2 separate regions of the Rattus norvegicus genome follow, and region 2 is linked to region 1. The links are chromatin contacts, called in public Hi-C maps. All regions are on one chromosome and are shown on one strand. The core of a region is the stretch at or near the end of the contact, and the rest is flanking DNA. Distances in the headings are between cores, read along the strand shown.

Region 1 (5,042 bases), core at 2,402-4,901:
CTGAGTCGAACACATGCTTGGTAGATTTCTCTGGAAAGTAATCACCTGGAGAGGAGGGAGGGTGTGCAGGAACAACAAGCATCTGGGGTTCCATATCCCACCCCCAACACTTGGGTGCCCATGAGGGATGTCCCAACAGTTAAGACACAAGGCTTCTAGACCCCAACATTGTGGTTGAACAGATTTGGTCAGGGATGTCCACAGTAGAAATACTGGCTCCAGGGCTGTTTTGAAGCAGTGAGCATGAGATCTGGTGTGGGCCTTGTCCCTGGACTCCAGGTAGAGTAGGATTGGTGGGCTTCAGGCTCTGCTGTTCAGGCCTGACAGTGTCTGAGAAGCAGGAGAAGTGAGGCTATCTGGCCTTCACATAGCTGGACATGCGTATTAGAGCCTGGAGCAGAAGGTAGGGGTCACTCACCCGGGCCGGGGGTCAGCAAGGTCTTTGTATGGTAGCGCCCCAGGATGGAGTAGGCAGGGCCAAGGTCCTTGCCAGTCCTCAGGATCTTGGGGTTCACACTGTAGCGAGGCCCTGGGGAGCAATTCTCCGCCAAGAGCATGGGGGCCCCACGGAAGCTGTAGGCCGGTGCTCGAAGCTTGGTGGGTGTGTGCTTCACAAAGCCTGTGGGCACAGGGGCTCAGGGCTGCTGGAGCCAGGCATCCTTCTCTCTGACGAGAGTTCCATCCCAGGCCACACCAGTCCTGGCTTCTTCCCCTGTCCCTAACGAGCCCGCCCGGCCTTAGGCAATCTTACCCGTGGTAGGTGGAATCAGGTACTTGGGTCCAGGACTGGTGTAGAGGGCCATGATGGGCCCCCGGGGACGATGGGGCCTCCAGGTGCCCACCCATACCTCCTCTGCCATGGCTGGCTCTGTCCCTGGACGAGAGGGTAACCAGGTGCTGGGGTGCCCTCCCTGGTGCATCTCATTCCTGGCCCTCATGTTCCCAGCCCTGGTGCTGCTGATACTGCATCTTGCAGACCCAATCCTTGCCCCGTGAAGACATGGGAGTCTCAAGCTGTTACAAGCAAAGGGAGCTCCCCATTTGGTGTGGTAAGCTCACCCCTTACCCAGCTACAAGATATGGGTGGGAGTCATGACTTCAGGACAGGCCCAGAGGAGATGCTTGTTCTGGCCCTGCGCTGACTATTCCTTTGGCTCTGAGGGAGCTTGGGCTGGTCAAAGAGCCCTGGGTGCAACTTTTCAAAGAGCTGTCTGACAAGGGTCCAGAGCTTCTTGGCTGAGCTGTGTCATGGACAGGAGGGGAGCAAATCGAGAGGCCTCACCTCCTCCGTGCAGGAATGGGCTTAGAGCAGCTTAGGACCTAGCCTCCTCACCGATGGCCTGTCCCCCTGGCGTCTGTGCCAGGCAATTCCCTAAAAAGGAGCATGGAGAGAAAGCTTCTCTTTCTCCCCCAGTTTTGAGAATTGGGGAGGGGTCCCTGCCCCTGAGCTCTAGAATGTGACTGTCCCACAAGGAGTTCTAGATCATAGTGTGTGTGATGGCGACAATGGCTTCTACCCAAGGCCTCTCTTCAGACCTTCCCCTTTCTAGAGACCCTGCTTTTGGGGAACTAACCCTCCCCAGGGCACCCCCATCCTCTCCCCGGACCTCTCCTTTAAGGGCTACGCACGTCTCCAGTGACCACATGCCTCTCCAGGAACTCCTACCTCTTCAGGGAGTCCCCAGCTCTCCAGGGAGCTCCCGCTGTCTCCAGGGAATGCCTCTTCCAGAGACCACCCCGGACTCCTCAGTGACCCCCTTACTTTCCAGGTTCTTTAACTCTTTGTGGTGCCTGGGTCAGATGTAGATACAGTGAGGTTGCAGGTTTCTCCTTAGCTTTGGCCCAGTCCAAGCCACTGATTTGGGGAAACTGGGGGCAGGGCTTTCTGATTATTGGGGATCTCAGAGTGCAGGTTTACGTTGAGACTGGGTTGATTGTGGTGGGCATATGCCAGAGAGGTTGCTTTCTCCCTACAGCTTCTTGGAGCTCTCTGTCCTTTTAGTTTCCCTCCTGGCAAAGCCCACCTCTCAGGACCCTGGTGTCCTCATGAGCAGTCAGGGTTTCCACACTTGACCTCAGTAAGGGTCTGGCTCTTAAGGTTCTGGCTCAGGTTGGACTCTCTTTCCTGGGTAAGTTTGGGAAGAGAGGTTTTCAAAGCTCCCAGAACCTATGTGTCAACTGGCTGTGCTCTTGCCTTATGTTTTATGCATAAGCCCTGCCAGCCTGCCTTTGTGTGTTAGGCTCCTCTATCCTGCCACTTTAGGCCCTGTGCCCCAGTGTTCATGTGATGTCCCGAGGTCGAGGCCGCTCTCACACATTGCTTCTGCAACGTGACCCTCATAAGAGTTTGTACCTCTTGGTGTATCTCTCAGGGTGCCCCTGAAAGGACTTTTTTGTGTGTCCTGGCTTTCAGGGAGAGAGAGAAGCTAGTGCATGGACTGCATTAGACTTTATTGATTTAACAGTTCGAGGGTGAATTTACTGGTGAAGAAGCACTGGTCTTAGCACATCCATGGCCACGTGTACGGCTGGTCCTATTGCTCGCAGAGGTCAAGCCATGTTTCGGGGCTGCTTATGTGTCCTCTTGAGCATCTAGCACTTGCACCTGAAAGAGAAATGTGTGGGGACCAGGAGAGCTGGTAACCAACAACCAGAGCCCCCAGTCCCAGAGGCAGACAGGGCTGTGCACACCAGCGGAGTAGACAGGTTCCTGCGCACTGTGGTCTACCCCTCCTAGCACCTTGGGGAGGGATTGTGTGCACATGCACTCCCTAAGTGGGACATAGTTCTTGGAGTGGGAGAGCAGTTCCAAGAGATGTTGGAAACTTCTCTGTGAGGTCTCCACCTCTGCCTCCTGATGGAGATCTAGGGATCAGGGAGGCCTGGTGATCAGGTATCATGCATGGGTGGGTATGGAAAGAGCTGCAGACGTTTGGGGATGGGAGTCCCAGCCCGATTACCAGCAGCTTGACCAGTTGCTCCTTATGCACCGGCTGCAGTTCATCAATGCAGGACTTGAGCTCTGTCAGCGCTGCCTTGGCCATGTCATTGACATTGTACTTGCCCAGGGGCCCTTCATAGAGCTCTTCTGGGGTCCCCACCAGGAGTGTTTGCAGGAATTCCATGAAAAACTCATTGTCATCCTCTGCTCTAGTCAGCCCTGTATTGCAAAGGGGATACAATGGCGAGGGAGGGACTTGATCTCCTGTCCTTCACTCCCAGGGTGACCTTCTGCAGATCCCTTCCCCATCACCACTAGTGGGAGCTGCTGTGGTTTCCCCTCTAACTTCCTGACCTCACCAGGGAAGAAAAGGGGGATTTCCCCCCGCCTGGGTTAACTGGATCCAGAGGGCCAGGTCAGATTGGATTGAGCCAGGGTGGACAGCATTGGCCTTGGTGGTTGGTGTTAGGTCAGGGTGGGTTGGGATAGGACTGGTGTCAACAGATTCCCAGCGCTTTGGGTGTGGGGTCAGTGACACAGGTAGGCACCGTCCACCTGGTCCCAGGATTCCAGCCTCTTGGTGCCCCTTACCTACCAAAGTGCTAGAAATAAGGCCCAGACTTACCACAGATGCAGAGCACGGTTAGAGCCACCAGCAGAAGAGCGCTGCTCCCTTTCATGATGACAGTCACAAGAACTGCTTGGGGGATACCAGGCTTTTATGCTGTAGAAGATGGCTTCTTGCCCAGAGGCGGGGCATACCTCACAGGATCTGGCAGGACAACTGGGCCGGGCATGTCACTGTGCTCCACCAGGTGCCAAGAAGTGCCAAACTTGAGTGGATCATAAGGGGGCTGTTGGCAAACATGTTGGGGTAAGTGGAATAAATCCAGGTCTGGGTAAACCTAGTGCTAGTTAACATGGAGGAGCGCCAAAGGTCATGGGTGGCTCCATGGTGCTGTGAAAATTTCTGGGATGGGTCTAGATCTCTGTGGTTGGGACCTCCACTTCTGCTTAATGAGCTGCCTGTCCTAGTCTGTGCTCAGGCTGAGACCACCCTACTACTACAGGCAGGAGAGGAGCGTGGGAACGTGAGGTCAGAGGGGTGGGGGCCTCTCAGGGTGGAGGACGCAGAGCCACAGGAGGTCTGAAGTTTGGAGGCAGTTCATTCAGCTGAGGTTGGCCTGAGAAGAGTTGCAGCTGCGCGTCGTCCCGCCTCTCTCCTATCCTCTGCTGCCACCTGGTGGCATGATGGCCTTTCTTACATGGTGCAGGTTGCAGATGTGCTCAGAATTCTGCAGAATTCTCCCTCTACCCACTGTCAGAGTGGGCCTCACCATCCCATGTCTGAGCAGGGCATCACGGCCTTCATCAACCCACCCTTTCTTTGATTGTACTTAGCCTTGCGTTTGCTCTGCCTGGCATAATCCCCGAGCCTTGCTCTATGCCCTTCAAATACTGTTCCAGTGTTCGGAGTTCTCGCCTTCTTAGACTCCTGCTTATAAGGAATATTCTCTAACCTTTGTTAGCATGAAACTAATCTATAGTGATGGAACCTGTTTGTGTGTGTAAGTCTACGAATGTGGGAGCAGTTGTGCAATGCGGCATCTGTCACCACAGTCAGTGGAGTGCAGATGGGCCTCCTCAGTGCTGTGGCGCTCACCTTGGGTCATCTTTAAATTCTGGCTCTGGGGGCTACATAGATAGCTTAGTGTGCTGGGGATAGCATACCACGACAGGGACTGCCAGCAACAGGCTGGGATGGAGACATCTTAGAGGCCTGCAGCAGCTCTTTGTAAAAAAATAAATAAAATAAAATAAAATAAAATAAAATAAAATAAAATAAAAGTTGTTCACATTTCTCCTAACCTTAGCCCTGGACAGTGGCTGTAAAGATTTCATTTGTGCATGACTGCTTTTCAGTTGGCTTTGGTGTGCATAATTATTCTATTATATCTGACTTTCCTACTCCCTTCTCCTGCTGTGGTGAATTCTGTGAAACTAGATGTTCCTTGATGTAATGATTCTTAAACAATTAAAAATTGAGGCATAGAAGTACAGCACAGCACAGCCCTAATGGCCCAGGTACGTGCTGTGTGTT
Region 2 (4,553 bases), core at 1,523-4,022, 190 kb before region 1:
TCCACTCACTTCCCACTCACCAAATGTGTAAGAGCAGAAGCAAGGGAAGTCATTATAACTTCCCATTGTGTTGGTGGCCTTCAGGGCAAGGTTAGGTGGTCAGCTGGTTGGCAGTAGACTCCAGGTTGCTCCCTATCTGATGCCAGAGTGTAAACAAAACAATGTCTTATCCTGAGAGGACAGCAGAGGAACCCCCACCCCTGACCTACACTGAGACAATGGGCTCCTTGCAGATCCATCATTAGGAGTCCAGTTGGAGATCAGTTCCAGGTATCTGATGTGGATCTGAAAGGTAAGGGACACTAAATCAGAGACAAGGAACACTGGCTAGAACTGTCCCTTGACAGCAGATCAAGGGCAGAACCCAACAGGTAAAATGTCAACAATTGTGCATCATGGGTAGAAGTGGATCATCCTGGATGGAGCAGAACGCTGGCCCTGACCTTTGCTCTTGCATCAGGGTTTGTCAATCCCTGTCCCTCTGATGATCCCTGGGGCAACAGAGATTGCCCTTAGCACTGAACAAAGAAGATAGAGAAATCCAAAGACCGAGTCTCAAGGAATGTCCCATATGGGAAGGAGAAAGAGGTCTTCTGTTCAGCTCACTTGGGGGGCCACATGAAGACAATGACTAGGGTGAACATTCACACAGGGCTGAATATAGCTCCCCACCTCTGTGGGTGGAGAGATGAGTCTGGGGATTGAATGCATGTGAAGGCCTTGATATAGCATAGCCCTCATGGCTCACCAAGGCCGCCAGGCGAGAGGAAATAGGATCCTAGTGACTGAGAGAGGCAGAGAAGTTTGAGATGACCATTAACTTTCAGGATGGTCTCTGTCATGGCTGTGTGAAAATCCAGAAGCAAGTGTATTTGCCTTTAGGAATATTGTGAGACCATAGTAAACAGCTACAGCTGAAATTGAATATTGTTAACTATTTGAAAAAGTTATACCAAGATCCAGTATTCCTGAAACCAGGTCGTGTTGTGACCATAGTATGCCACTTGCTATCATTTACAAGCTCAGGGGTCATTTATATTATTTTATCTCTCACATGGCTGAAAGGCAACAGGAAGATGTGAGAAGAGCAGCATGACGTAGGCCTTGTTGAAGAGTATTCCACAGAACACAAAGAAATAGCCTATCAGAATCCATCAGAAACCACCACTTTCAGGCTCCGATCAGAGTCCGCACAGACAGACCAAAGCCCTACTCTGTTACATGGTACCCCTGAGGCCTGGCAGGAGCCTCTGTGAGGTAGGTATGTCCATGACTTTTTCACAGATGTTGACTAAACCAGCACCAGCAAATAGGATTGCAAAGAGGGGTGTCTGTCGGAGACACTGATGTCCCTGTGAAGAACTCAAGAAATACTGAAATGAGTAGAACCTGGAAACTGGAGAATCCCCAGCCCCCAAGACTCAGCTCTAGGAAGGATGGGTGCTACAGAGCTCCTTGCAGGAGGTCTAGTAGCCTGGTCCTTACAGAGCCACCAAGATAGAATGTGGGTACAACTCCTAACAAAAGAAGATAGGCCAGGCCTCCCAGTTATCAGGGAAGGACACTAAACTGAATCCTCCAGTATGGTCAGGAGTGGCTTTCCTGGCCACAGCCCTCACCCCACCATACATTTGAGAAAGCTTCTCTGGCATGACGGAGGTCCTTGGTGACCATTCCACTAGCACTAATAAATTATGATAGGGCAAGAGGGGAAAAGAGTTGGCATAGCACAAACATGCCAGCTCAGGACCATGAGGTCATAGCCAAGTGACTTAAGACCATTTAGTTCTTGGCTTAGGGCAAAAAGAAACACAGAGAAGTGTTAGCATTTTGTCTAGGCTCCGTCCCACAGTTATCCAGCAACAGCCAGGTGTGCTTGACTTACTTTAAAAGGGGTTGTTCACCCCCTCCTCTCTCTTTTGCTTTCTTGTTCTAGTTCTGTCCTTTCCCTCCTGCTCCACCTCCTCTCCCCATTCCCCACCACCTCTGTCTCCAGTGCTCATGGCTGGCTCTACTCTCTCTCTCTCTGCCTTTCTGTCTCTACTACCCTCTTAACTCCCCTCCCCATGCCCTTATTAAACTCTATTCTCTACTATACTGTCCTTGTTTGTCCTGTGGCTGGTCCCTCGGGGGTAGAGATGCTTCAGCATGGGCCCACAGAGGCACCCCCTCCCCCCACACCTGGCTACACATCTACCAGAGATATTCCTTCTCCCTCCTTACCTTTCATAAAACACAACAAGAAGTACCGTTCACCCCAATGTCAACTTGAACCGAAGCCAGTAGAACTGGCCTCCATAGTGAGTGCAGTGGGCTCTCTGGGCACTCCCCCCCCCCCCCCCCCCCCCCCCCCCCCGAGCTGGGGACCGAACCCAGGGCCTTGCGCTTCCTAGGTAAGCGCTCTACCACTGAGCTAAATCCCCAGCCCCTGGGCACTCTTTATCGCTGAGAGAATAGAGGGTTTTTGGGGGCCTGGCTGGGACTTTGATAAGGGATAGTGAGGTTCTATCTGCAGCTGTTAGCATGAGCTTGGTAGACTCCAGGAACCCCTCACTCATAAGCACCGAGGTTTGGGCCCTGGGACAAGTCCTGACTTGGATTCCTGGCCGGGAAGTTCCCCTGATTCACAACCCTTCCTGACATCCTGCCCTGGAGTAATTTGATCCGCAGGCTTTTTAGATCCCCGCCTCTCAGAACGCAGACCAGTTTCATTAAGCCAAAATTCAGGAAAAGGAAACTTCTGAGAACCGAAACTGCTGGAGAACAGTCCGACAGAGCCACAGAACTCTCCTCTACCTTTCGCTGCTGCTTTTGCTCGGTACCATGAACCACACTTCTCAAGCCTTCGTGAACGCTGCCACTGGGGGACAACCCCCAAACTACGAAAGAATCAAGGAAGAATATGAGGTGTCTGAACTGGGGGCACCCCACGGATCGGCTTCTGTCAGAACTACCGTGATCAACATGCCCAGAGAGGTCTCTGTGCCTGACCATGTGGTCTGGTCCCTGTTCAATACGCTCTTCATGAACTTCTGCTGCCTGGGCTTCATTGCCTATGCCTACTCTGTGAAGGTGAGTGTGCTAGAGGTGGGGGTGATGGTGTAAGGAGGTGTGTGTGAGCCTGAAGTCCATCAACCCAGATGGCCCCATGTGTGTCCTTTGTTTAAAATAAGTTTGTGTGCATTCTTCCTTCTGTGGGGTATGTGCGTGTGTGTGTGTGTGTGTGTGTGTGTGTGTGTGTGTGTGTGTCTTAAAGACTCTCCCGTGCAGATGCAGGGTGAGGCTGCCTGGGGATTCTGGAGTCAGACTTTCCTAGTGCAGTCGAGAGGAATGCCTATAGTGCCCCTTCACCTTACAGACTGGGAGGCTGGCCTGTGTGGAAAGTGCTCCGGAGATTCAATAGTCCATGGAGGGCTGAACAACAAGTGCTAGGGCCTCCCGGATGATCAGAGTATGTAAAATGTTCCTGACCTAAGTCGGGGAGATGCAGTCCACAGGGAGTATGACAGGAAAACTGTCAGAGCATTTGCCTATCAGCTCCAGGGCCACTGACCATCTATCTATGTGCTCTGCTCCAGTCTAGGGATCGGAAGATGGTGGGTGATATGACTGGAGCCCAGGCCTACGCATCCACTGCCAAATGCCTGAACATCAGCTCCCTGGTCCTCAGCATCCTCATGGTCATTATCACTATTGTTACTGTCGTCATCATTGCTCTTAATGCTCCTCGTCTCCAGACTTGATAGAGGATTCTGGTTTCTGATCCTGACGTGCTCCACCATCTGCAGCTGCATCCCTCCTTGCCCCTCTGCCCCTCCCGACACGCAGGTGTAACACTCATCTATCCACAATGGATTCAATAAAACGCACTTGATAGCCATCATCCTTGGGCTGCTTTTATTCATCCTACCCCTCAATCTTCCTCGCTCTGAGGTGGGCATGTAGGCTATCCTCAATTTGGCGGTAGTTTCTGACCTACCGTTGTGGACATTTACTGGCCAAAGTCCTGAGGGGTATTTTGGCTGCTCCAGGCAGGGAGAACCGAAGCTTCATCTGACCCTGGCTCTATATCTCCAGGGCACCCAGTCCAGTTCAGAAGTGGAGGAGCAGGCCTGGGTCCTTGTTCTTCATGTGGGCTTTCCAGGATTCGCAGGGTGCTGTGGTGGGGGCCTGGTGTCCCCTGCTGGTCCCATAGCAGCGTTGCAGTTAATTCCCGGTTTGCCCTGGAGCCCCCTGCCGGCATTCTGCATATATGTGGCCAGATGACACTTCTACATCCCCCCACCCATTCCCTGACCCTATCTGCTAAGGGAGAGTGCCAATCATGCCCTTGGGACGAGGCGGTCCGGTCCTAGGACCCACATTTCCACTTCACTTAGGTGCATTGAGTTTATGAGTCTCCCGGGGATGGATCAGCGCTGTCTGTCTCTGTTAGTGCTGGGGTGAATCATTCATCTCACGGGTGCCTTTCCAAGGACACTTATTTCTGGTTCCCAGAGGCAAGCACCTCAAGAGTTGCCTGGGTCTTCTCCCTGTGTCTATTGGACTCCATT

What was found. Hi-C and Micro-C count contacts between places; a contact is called where the count stands out from the background.
Region 2: a Hi-C map of Schwann cells shows a contact between it and region 1, with 4 times the contacts expected there. The contact joins the promoter of Ifitm3 here to the promoter of Scgb1c1 in region 1. A contact is called at or near these places in 3 of 12 Hi-C or Micro-C datasets (Schwann cells, liver and mammary epithelial cells).

Annotation. Positions count from the first base shown.
Region 1 is chr1:205,352,046-205,357,087 of GRCr8, reverse strand. Scgb1c1 (secretoglobin, family 1C, member 1) reads right to left here and starts at 3,651. Exons shown (of 3, transcript NM_001107561.1): 1 at 3,567-3,651; 2 at 2,961-3,160; 3 at 2,432-2,605. The coding sequence starts at 3,621. The coding sequence ends at 2,573. It overlaps Cimap1a (ciliary microtubule associated protein 1A), which reads right to left and starts at 1,413. Exons shown (of 7, transcript NM_001108924.1): 1 at 1,283-1,413; 2 at 752-868; 3 at 419-619; 4 at 1-45. The coding sequence starts at 860. It also overlaps the pseudogene Sec61g-ps3.
Region 2 is chr1:205,539,977-205,544,529 of GRCr8, reverse strand. Ifitm3 (interferon induced transmembrane protein 3) reads left to right here and starts at 2,772. Exons shown (of 2, transcript NM_001136124.2): 1 at 2,772-3,072; 2 at 3,579-3,881. The coding sequence starts at 2,824. The coding sequence ends at 3,743.